Regions from separate parts of the Mus musculus genome. Here regions 1 and 2 are each linked to region 3. Evidence: chromatin contacts called from public HiChIP or PLAC-seq data. All regions are on one chromosome and are shown on one strand. Each heading gives the region's core, a stretch centred on a gene start, on an enhancer-like site or on the middle of the called end of the contact. The rest is flanking DNA. Distances are from core to core; before and after follow the strand shown. Region 1 has its middle 64 kb from the start of Slc7a1. Region 2 overlaps Ubl3 (ubiquitin-like 3). Region 3 has its middle 5.5 kb from the start of Gm35704.

Region 1 (3,618 bases), core at 930-3,429, 890 kb before region 3:
GACCATGGGGGAAGGAGGGATTTTAAAAATGGAGGTGGGCTGGGTGGTGGTAGTACATGCCTTTAATCCCAGCACTTGAGAGGTAGAGGCAGGTGGACCTCTATGAGTTCAAGGCCAGCCTGGTCTACAGAGTTCCAGGACAGCAGAGGCTATACAGAGAAACCCTGCCTCGAAACCACGCCCCCTCCAAAGGTGGGGAAAACGGAGATGGAAGTTACCCACTATGAGATTCATCCTTCCAATAAGTTTTTTTAATAGTACAATTGTACCTTGCTATTTTCAGGAGATTGGTTCTAGAACTTTTATGGTACCCAAGTCCAAGAAAGTGAGGCTCCTTATTAGAAAACAGCCAGCTCTTTGCGTAGAGCTGATGCACACATACCCTCCTAGATCTTAAATCATCTGCAGATTACACACACTGCCTAATGAAGTGGGACTACTAAGCATACAGTCTTTTGTTCATGGACTAATAACAAGAGAAACGTCTGCAAATGATCGATACAAATGTTTGCGCAGTGGTTGGTTGAATCTGTGGATGTGGAGGGATGGCTGAATAGCCACAGATCCTTTTCAACAATAACCAATATCTAATTCCAGAACATTTCCCTTGCCCCCAAAGGAACCCTGGACTTGTATGCTCTTGATACTTAGTAGTGTATCATGTCCAGAGGAGTCTCCATCCAAATCCTGACTGTCACACTGGAGTAGATTGTGCTTCAGGAATCCAAACCTCAGTTCTTTGACCTCCCATTTTGTGGTCTTGAGATTCCCAGTGTCCAATTCAGTCATAGATGAGAACTGTGACATATAAAAGCAACTAAACTAAAGCAGATCGATGAGCTGGTATGATCGGGGAATCAGTAAGCTTAAATTGGTGATTTATAACTTCTGCTCTGACCAGATAACTCCTCTGTGTGTCTTTGAATTAAAGTTTCAGTTCTGAGACTTGTACAAATTTGCAATCTGGGGCTGGAGAGATGGCTCAGCAGTTAAGAGCACTGACTGTTCTTCCAAAGGACCTGAGTTCAAATCCCAGCAACCACATGGTGGCTCACAACCATCCGTAATGAGATCTGATGCCCTCTTCTGGTACATCTGAAGACAGATACAGTGTACTTAGACATAATAATAAATAAACCTATTTTTAAAAAAAGCTTAAAAAAACAATTTCTCCATCTGCAAGAAATAATACCGAGGGATCAATGTCACAATGCCTGGGATATTGCTATCGATAACCCATATATTGCCATCCACAACCAGATATTATCATTCATTGTACAGTTAGTATCCCGGCATCCAGGATCCCTCCCACTGTCTTTTAGCATCCCACCTTTTCAGGAATCCCCAGAAACTCCTCGCTAGTGTTACCTTTCCTGCATCCACATTGTCTCAGTGCTATCTTTCAAGAACAGTTTTTTACTCAGCAGTTGGATTTCCACCCATGTTGTATGGATATCCATAGTTCGTTCCCCCTCTTTGCTGTATAGATACAGCACAGCTTATTTAACCAGCTTCCCATTCGGGCTATTTCTGGCTTGTTTTGCATTCAGGCTATTCCTATAGTGTGAATGCATGCAGACTGCTCAGTTTGGAAAGAATTCATCAGTGAGTTTGTACATCTCAGAGGGCTCACATCTACATCTACCGTGCAATGGCTTTCTTTGGGAGGCGAAGCTTACTCACCTCATCCTAGAGTTGGCAGAATAAGCTTGCATGGTTTCCTAGAAGTCACATGACAAGCCAGCAGCTGGGTCATACGCTGAGTAAATACGCTGTGCCTGTCTCCACATAGAAACTCAGTCACAAATAGTTCCAGATACTAAATTCTAGGGATGCAAAAAGGATGAAAGTTTGGTCCTGAATGGGCTTGCAGGAGAGTTGGGAATCATGGGCCCAGAGCATGAATACAACACATGCTCGGACCATAAAGATAAGCATTGTAATTGCACAGAGTGGGGCCTAAACCACAGGGGGACCGTGCCTGGGCATGGGGAGGTGTGACCTCAGTGGGGGGAGATGGTGTGAGCACCCTGCAGCACAGACGGATTCCTCTGAAATTTTCCACTGAGAAAAAAAAAATGCTCTCTGAAAAAGATTTCTCGTCCTGGGCTGATGTTGGGTAGATAGTTTTATTTCCGTGACTAGTCAAATCTACGGGATCAGCAGAGCCTAGTAGGGACAGACCCAGAGAAATGCTTCCTTCATGATTCAGATGGAATGAGGAAATCGTGTTCTTTGCTAATAATACCCCAAGACCCAAATGTCAGAGCTACAGTATAAAGGAACACAAATAAATCTTACACACGCGAACTCCCAGGCTGACACTGGAAAGTAAACACTGCTGTGTGGTGCATGTGCTGGCCAGATTGTCAGCGCCATGGGAGCCACCCAGCACACACCTCTATGACAACCGCTCCTTTGGCCTGGGAAGAGGTGGGTGGCAGTGATTGGCACATGCTGAGGGTATACAACATGTTTCTCATATAAACCAGTGTTGTCTTCCCTAGTTCTCTAAGGAGAGAGTACAGACCACTGGAGAGTGAAGAACCTGCCCAGGACTGCTACAACATGCAAGGCTTTCGGATCGCCCTTATAGGGGTGACAGGGAACGAAGCCACACTGAGATCGGGTGGGTGCTGGGCACTAACAGAGCTGTACCAATGGCCAGGAAACCCAGTATGTTCCTTATATATCCTGAGGAGCAGGTTAGCTAATCTCTGTAGGAGGTCTCTGTAGGGAGCAGCCTCAGGCTGCAGTCATTCTGGAGAAAGAAGCTGCGGTTGATGTGTATGGTGCATGCTGTCCACATCTGTACTGGACCAGGAGAAGACCTAGTCACCCCCAGGGGTCTGAGGCACTGGAGTCCTTGACATGGCTGGGCTCCAGTCAATATTCTCTCACTCAGGACCTCATCCGTCCACCACACAAAACCACTTAGGCACTGGGCCCAGAACTGTGTATCTTGGAGGGAACCATGAAATGTTGTTTACCTAAAAAGGAAGTGGATAGCCAGGCGTGGTGGCGCACGCCTTTAATCGCAGCACTCGGGAGGCAGAGGCAGGCGGATTTCTGAGTTCGAGGCCAGCCTGGTCTACAAAGTGAGTTCCAGGACAGCCAGGGCTATAAAGAGAAACCCTGTCTCGAAAAAAAAAAAAAAAAAAAAAAAAAAAAGGAAGTGGAGAGAGTCAGAGGTCAATGACACTTGGCTGGTCCAGTGTGTTGGTGATGTTGGAGCCACAGAGAGCAGGGGCTTATTCACTAAGGCCTTGGTGATAGAGTCTCCATGGAAAGGGTTTGGTAGGGGTATCAGCAAAGCCAGGATCGTGGAGAAAGGTGCAATTGTACCATTTTCTGTCCCCAGAGGTCTTCAGTGGGACATAGACATGCAGACAGAGGCACAAGCCAAGCAGGCTCCGGAGCCACCAAGATGGATACAAAGGCAGAAACTGGCAAGGGTTCCAAGCTGTGCTGGAACAGATTTTGGAAGTTTCAGGATGATCTGCCAGGAGGATCTGGGAAGACATTAAGCCTAGAGAATAGAGACTCCAACATTATCCAACAAGCTGATCTTGGAGCCACTAAACTGTGTGTTCCTGCAGGCATGTGTGTATAATATCA
Region 2 (3,582 bases), core at 137-2,636, 830 kb before region 3:
GATGAGGTGCCTTTGACTATATTATTTCATGACTATTATATTAGATCAAAAACAGGGGAAGCTATACATTTGAAAATAATCCATACAGTCACTGCCTAATAAAAAAAAAAAGGCGTTTTTGTTTTTGTTTTTTGAGACAGGGTTTCTCTGTGTAGCTCTGGCTGTCTTGGAACTCAAGAGACCCACCTGCCTCTACCTCCTGAGCGCCTGAATTAAAGGCGTGCACTACCACAGCTTCTGACTGGAAGGACAAATCAATAATAGAGCAGGGTGTGCCAGATTATAGCCAGGATTTCTGCAATAGTTCAGTGACATGTGTAACTAGAAAGTTGTCTGTCAAGAAACCATGTTTCTACTGCTTTTACTGTTAAGCATAAATAAGTAATAACAAACTCACTATTCCACACACTCTGACACAGACCATAGTGATAATAATAGAAGACAGTTGCTCTGAGAAGTTAAGAAGGTTTAAAAATCATTCTTTACAATATGTCTGTCAACTCATTACTCCAGAGTGCTAGCAAGCACTTCTGTTTATGAAGAAGTGGTTCTGTCTGGCTATGAAGAAAGCGATTGTTCCATGCTGCCTGCACTCTGCAGGCCTATTCAGCTTGCACAGACAATTTGCATCAACCTGTGACTAGTGATACTGTCACTTAGTGGTGCCCAGATAGCTATGATCTCATGGGCTCTTAATATTGAGGTTCTCATTTATCAATTAATGTCTCTGGAACACTCATGAACTCTGAATTTAATACAATGGCATTTTATTTATTGTCATTAATTAAAATTTAAAATCCAAATATACTCAGGGTTGGTATAACAAATTATTCAGCAGGAGGGCTCATAAGGACACAAACAAGGACAGAAACAATTGAGTAATGGACGCATCAATGTCACTATGTAATGTTAAATACAATCTTTGGGAAAACACAGCACAAAACTGTATCTATGTGAGCTTTCTGAGCTAACCATGCTCCCCAGCGCCAACACTGATGCACTGAGCAGAGGTGGCTGCTTCAGACTATCAATTAAAGATCTCTGAATCATAAGTTATACTTCCTACAGACAAATCCAGCAGCATCAAAAACATTCATCCTAAGGCAAAGCTGAATGGAGGCAGCAGATGGTTTCCGAGAAGGGAAGTCTAGAGAACACAGGAAGAGTCCATTAGACTCTGTAAAAGTCACATTTTCTATAATGAAGGCTAAAGTGAATGATGAAGACGGCTCTCCAAGTGAAAAGGAACAGGGTCTCTGATTGGAGACCACAGGGGGTGTGGTGGTGGGGGGGATGATGTGTCAACCTCTTGCTGACTAACCCCTTAAGTTGCAGACATGGAGGCCAGCACTTCAAGCTTAACTGCTCCCTGTAAGAGAACTGTGGGGCAGTGGTTTGCCCTCTGACTAAGCAGGAACAAACAGCAGCCCAGTTGAAGTATGTCCCCAAACCCCACCCTGACCCAGGAAGTACAAACTATGCATACATTCTGAGGTCAGAGTGAGCCTCAAACTAAGGATGCCGCCCACCTCCTTCTGCCTTGTCTTCAGAGTAATAGGATCTTTCTGAGGGTGCAATAACACACATGGATCACACTGCTATCTTCAAATCTCATCTCTACATGAATAATTTATCTCACACTGCTCCAAGGTCTCCAGAAAGCATGACGTATCAGTACTGATACTGAAATGATCAGTACATTTTGTAAATGATACCAAGTAGGAAAGGTGTTTGCTTATAAAAAGGAATAGCTTTAACATTTTTATTTCAAAGGAAATTGGTTATTACCTAGCTCTTAGGATACTCAAACAAAGATCAAAGAAGAGAAGAATTAAAAGATGTTGCAACATGGAGGTGTGCAGTAGAACTGGCCCAGGGGAGGTCACAAGAGAAATAGAGTTGATTAGCTAGTCATGAACAGTCCTCCATGAACAGGACCAACTATAGACCAAAACAGTCAGAAAGAAATTACATCTGTATTAAACACTCAAGACATCTTCCTTGACATTCCTCCCAAAGCAACAGGGTACTTGGCACTGGCTGTTCTAAGTATCCACAGGTGGTCCCAGTGCATGGAGAAGGTGCTAGGTTACACACAGGTACCACTCCATTTCAGAGGATTCCTTAGCTTTTCCAGTGTCCCACAGGGGTCCGGAAACTTCCCCACTACAAAGTGAAGGACAGCTGTAATTGTTCTTTAAACTACAATTATAAACTGAGATTCTATTACCTTTCAGATATTTTAATGATCTGAAAGGTAATTACCTGATGATTTTTTTCCATTGTAATAAACTAAATTTATGAGCATGGCAGATCTTAAATTCTAGTAAGCACTGAAAAAAACATTGAAAAGATCAATAGTTGTACCAGCTAGTTTTATATCAACTTGACACAAACTTGAGTCAGAGAGGGGGGAGTCTCAATTGAGAAAATGTCTCTTTAAGATCAGGCTGTAGTTATAGGACATTTTCTTAATTAGTTATCAATGGGAGATACCACCAGAATGGCTACAATCACAAGTAAGAGTTGGTACAGATGTGGAAATCATAACTCTCAAGTGTGGCTGAACGCCAGGGGGTGGCCACTCTGCAAACACCTGCACAGCCATCCTGCTTTAGGTGACTTAGCACCTCCAGTCTCTGTGCTGTCCACTCTCCCGACTGCGGTAACAGAGCAGAGACGACTTTTACTTGTTTGGGATTTCTTATCTAATGATTCAGGGTAAAATGACAAGACAGGTTAGATTTCTTGAAATGTAAAACTAAAAACAATTAATGGGGGAGGGAGATATGCATAGGTTTAAGAGTATGTGTTGTAACTGCAAGTGACAGTGACAGACAAGACTCCATCTTGTACTTGGAACAAAGGTGGAAACTTCCTGTAAAGAAAACAACTTAAAAAACTGGTGTTAAGTGTCTGATAACTTTCCATGGGGTAAAGACATTTTTCTGGGAAGAATATACTCCTATCATCATAATCTAGGGCTTTTCCTATGGAATACTTAGATTACTACAGTGTCCCCAGGATCCAGGATAAGGATAAGGATGGATTCCTGCCTGCTCAAAACCAGCTGGTGTTGTACAGCTGTGACGCCGACGACTCCCTCCCTAAGAGAGCCGGGCTCCTCAGCACCTGCCATGAACCTGAACATCTTCCCCGATACAGACAAGGTGTGATTATCAGCTGCCAGGAACCTGTCAGAATAAAGCCTCGTCTTTTTAACCTCCTACAGGGTACTGCTCTGAATTTAACTGGTGTCCTCCAGATTTCACATTCTAGATTTAGAGAAATCACAGAAAGACATTAGAGAAAACCCTTATGTGAGGGAACATGATGCACTGTAGAAAGAGAACACAGCTTGGTGTCGTGGTGTCTTCAAACAGTGACATAGCAATTACAATTTCCTTACAATTAGTAAAAATATTTTCTGAAGATACACCCTATCAAATAAGCTGTAAAGAAAAAAATTGAAATGTATTTTTCCTGTTCTTCATATTTTATTTCCTGGCTTTGCCTCAACACCAAACTCCCATTTCTTCAGTCAAAGGGGAAGAAGAAATAAAATCCTGTGCAGGCACGCTC
Region 3 (3,597 bases), core at 422-2,921:
TTATTAAAAAGAGATTGGACCAAGTACAGTGGCACACACCACTAAGCCCAGCCATCAGGAAACAGAGGTAGGAGAATCTCTATGAGTTCAAGGCCAGCCTGGTATACATAATGAGTTCTAGAATAGCTGAGGCTACCTAGAGAGACGCTCTCCAAAAAAAAAAAAAATTTTTTTTTAAAGAGGTAATTGAAGCTAACGTGTCCATTGGACATGTTCATGGCTAAATGAGCTGCTAGGAGGAGGGAGACACTGGGGAGAGCAAGCCATTGGTGGGGCTTCGGAAGAGTGTTTGTCCGCCTGACCCCCCAAGCCCTGTGATCCCAATTACCCTTGCTCAACCCTCTTCACACAACTATGGGCTGAGACATCCAGTAGTGTGTGCCCAAACAAACCTTTCTTCCTTTTCAACTTGTTTCCCTTGGGTATTTTGTCACAGTAGTGGAAAGTAATTAACAAAGGGACTCTAGACTGATACCTGGTCAGGTTCTTGTGCACGCCAGGGCCGAGAGTCTGTAAAAATAGTTACTTGAATCTGTTGAAGGTCAACTATGTTTCTTCATGTACAGAGGTCCCGGCAGACAGTAGCACAGAGAAAGAGAGGTGTCACCCAGAGGGGACCTTGGTGGGGTGGACAAGGTACATGGGGACAGATCTTGCTATAACTCAAGTGTCTGGGGAGGGACACAGGGACTGTCTCTCCCCATCCCCCGTGGCAGTGACAATGTTTTGGTGATGGTGAATGGCAGTGGAGATGAATCTAGAGCTATGGTACCTTCCCCACTGGAAATGAGGTGAGGGAGGGCGTACTCTCCGATTGTGTAAATACAAGGCTGGGCCCTTTCTTTTTCTAGTCTTCTCTGATTGTGGGTTTTTTTGCATTACTTTTGACTTGCATAAAAACGTTCTTTCTCATTATTGGGTTTTCTTTTAAGTTTTGTGGGGAGAGCTGGCTCACCGGGATCCTGGACTAGTCTAGCAGGGGTACCCATCCTTTTGACATTGCAACATGGTCCTTGACATTTGTAAATAAGGTTGAGCGGCATTCACAGCTATCATGGGCCAGCTGGTGCGAGCCTCTACGGCTGGGAACGCCCATTAGTGGAGGGACTTTGTATTTAGTTTGGTTCTGTTGGGAATAGTTCTAGTGATGGGAGCAGGGATGGTTTGGGGCAGATTCACAGCCTTAGCTGAACCTCAGTTTCTTTATCCGTGGATTGTAATTCGTAGTTGGTTATAGCAGTTGTCGGAGGGCGTATACCAAACAAGACACAGGCACCAGACGTGGCAGGGCCCAGCTAGCAGGACTTCCCTGAAAGGATGCTTCAGGGAAGGTCCCAGGCACTGGAGACTTGAAAGGTGTGGTGGGGCGGGAGGGGACAGGGTGCTTGCTCTTTTGTTCCACTGGGTGGCTAGATGGCAGATGGCTTTGCCTCTCCTGGTGGCGAGGTGTGAGCGAACCTTGGCAGGCAGTACCCCTCCAGGCCCTCTTTCTATCCAAACCCCGCCCCCAGCCCCTCCAGGGGCTCCTGTGACACCATTGCCTGACTCAAAAAGCCACTGGGTCCAAGACCCGCCAGCACACAGACGGCCCCTTTGTCTCCCAGCCACACCTGACTGCTGCAGAGACAAGGCGTTGACGGGAGCTGCTGGCACTTGGCCAGGGCACTTTCAGTAGGGCCATTAGTCATGCCTCTTCCAGAAACCGCCTCATCCAGCAGCCATCAGTCTCTTGGCCCTGGGAGGCCTGGGCGGGTGTTTTTCATTTCCTCTCCGTGTTGATTTTTAAACAACAGCTGCCTTTTGGTTCCAGGGACCCTCCGGGTCAGTCCTGGGCCAAGTAGTCTATACTAGCCCAACAGGACTAAATGCCAGCCTCCACCGGTGGGAGCTGTGGGTCAGAGGGGTCCCCCCAGGAAGCCAAGGGCTCTCACCAGTCGGAGTCCCTGGGCAGCTTTTGTGTTCTGTCCTAGAGGCCTGTGTCAACCGTGGGCTCTGGGAGGTCTTTAGGATTCAGGCTATTCTTTGCTACCGGTTTTAGAAATGTAGGGAGCTCTGTAGAGGGAGGGGACCCCCATGGAAAAGATATGCAAGCAGCCAGAGTGCTTGTCTCAGTGTCCAGCACCAGTAGCCCCCAGAAGCCCAAAAACAGGGGGTTTGGAGAATGGCCTTTGCACTGGAAGGATCTCCAACTGGGGCTTTTATGTTAAGAGAGTCTTGGTACATGGAGCTCTTTATATTAGGGGAATCTTTACGAGTAGTCCTTGTTGGTAGGTGTACTGGCTGGTTTTGTGTGTCAACTTGACACAGCTGGAGTTACCACAGAGAAAGGAGCCTCAGGTGAGGAAATGCCTCCATGAGATCCAGCTGTAAGGCATTTTCTCAACTAGTGATCAAGGTGGGAGGACCCATGGTGGGTGGTGCCATCCCTGGGCTGGTAGTCTTGGTTCTATAAGTGAGCAAGCTGAGAAAGCCAGGGGAAGTAAGCCAGTAAGTGCCATCCCTCCATGGCCTCTGCATCAGCTCCTGCTTCCTGACCTGCTTGAGTTCCTTTGGGGATGAACAGCAGTGTGGAAGTGTAAGCTGAATAAACCCTTTCCTCCCCAACTTACTTCTTGGTCCTGATGTTTTGTGCACCTAAGACAGTAGGTAATCCCTAGAAAGGTGGCACTTTGGTATGAGGGCTACCATTGAGGGTCCCTAACTTCCTGGCATTGAGGAGCCCCTAGCATTGGGGAGGTCCCTGGCCCTGGGGAATCCCTGACAGTCTAAAGCTGGATTGTTGGTACAACCAAACATGAGAGATGTGTTAGAGTGTGTGCTCCCATGATCCCAGGCCTGCAGTGGTTCACAATCTTATTGTTTAGTTGGTCATAGCCAGGCGGCCTGTGAGGAAGGAAGGTGACTGTTCCCTCTGTGTGTGCACGTTAACCACCAGTGCCTTGCCTATCCATATCCTTTTCCTTTGCCATGGTAACTGGCAACTCTCTGGAGGAGTGGTTCTCAGTCTTCCCAACTCTGCAGTCCTTTAATACAGTTCATCATGTTGGGGTGACCCGCAGTCATAAAATTATTTTGTTGCTACTTTGTAACTGTAACCTTGCTGCTGCTATGAATTGTAATGTCACTATCTTATATGCAGGATATCTGATATGGGACCCCAAGGGGTTGAGACCACAGGTTGAGAAACACTGCTCTAGATAACACCTGCCTCTTCCTGTTCCTTGTGCCCAGTCAGCCTGAATCTTAGAGTTAAGATAAAGACCTGCTGGCCGGGCACTGTTTAGGTGGGTGTTAGCTAATCATTCACAGAGCTGCACTGCAGGGCCTCACCCCTCCTGTAGGTTGTGGGACTAAGGGGGAGGAAGACATTTTCTTGTGCCACTGTGGATCTGCAGAAGGTTTTCCTTATACTGGAGAGAGAGAGGTGTCTGAGGCCGGTCAAGGGAGTATCCTGGATTCTTGGAAGCATAGCTCCCCTGCCTGTGCCTTATTTAGCTATTTCTAGATGAAATATTATTTGTACCACGAATCCTCCATAAATAACGTAAACAGGCTTAGCCTGTGAAACCCCGGGACATCTGGTTTAATTTGAGTCTC

The links. HiChIP or PLAC-seq counts read pairs in DNA pulled down with a chosen protein or histone mark.
Region 1: a FOXA1 HiChIP or PLAC-seq map of pancreatic cancer cells shows a contact between it and region 3. The contact joins two enhancer-like sites. A contact is called at or near these places in 7 of 39 promoter capture datasets (the 3T3-L1 cell line, the C10 cell line, HPC-7-derived erythroid cells and 3 more), 1 of 15 datasets of contacts at CTCF or cohesin (large pre-B cells) and 1 of 115 datasets of contacts at active chromatin or transcription factors (pancreatic cancer cells).
Region 2: a contact with region 3 is called in a FOXA1 HiChIP or PLAC-seq map of pancreatic cancer cells. The contact joins two enhancer-like sites. A contact is called at or near these places in 5 of 39 promoter capture datasets (the 3T3-L1 cell line, cranial neural crest, hippocampal neurons and 2 more) and 2 of 115 datasets of contacts at active chromatin or transcription factors (astrocytes and pancreatic cancer cells).

The regions. Positions count from the first base shown.
Region 1 is chr5:148,462,387-148,466,004 of GRCm38.p6, forward strand. No RefSeq gene overlaps it. Among named protein-coding and RNA genes, the nearest start is that of Slc7a1, 64 kb to the left of the region's middle. Within about 2 kb of position 2,180, at least 23 of the 459 cell types and tissues checked have an H3K27ac peak or open chromatin away from gene starts, as enhancers often do. A contact at or near this core is called in pancreatic cancer cells, where this site is marked.
Region 2 is chr5:148,522,330-148,525,911 of GRCm38.p6, forward strand. All of the region lies in intron 1 of Ubl3 (ubiquitin-like 3), which reads right to left. Among named protein-coding and RNA genes, the nearest start is that of Ubl3, 29 kb to the right of the region's middle. Within about 2 kb of position 1,387, at least 34 of the 459 cell types and tissues checked have an H3K27ac peak or open chromatin away from gene starts, as enhancers often do. A contact at or near this core is called in pancreatic cancer cells, where this site is marked.
Region 3 is chr5:149,351,685-149,355,281 of GRCm38.p6, forward strand. No RefSeq gene overlaps it. Among named protein-coding and RNA genes, the nearest start is that of Gm35704, 5.5 kb to the left of the region's middle. RefSeq lists an enhancer at 475-2,683. Within about 2 kb of position 1,672, at least 153 of the 459 cell types and tissues checked have an H3K27ac peak or open chromatin away from gene starts, as enhancers often do. A contact at or near this core is called in pancreatic cancer cells, where this site is marked.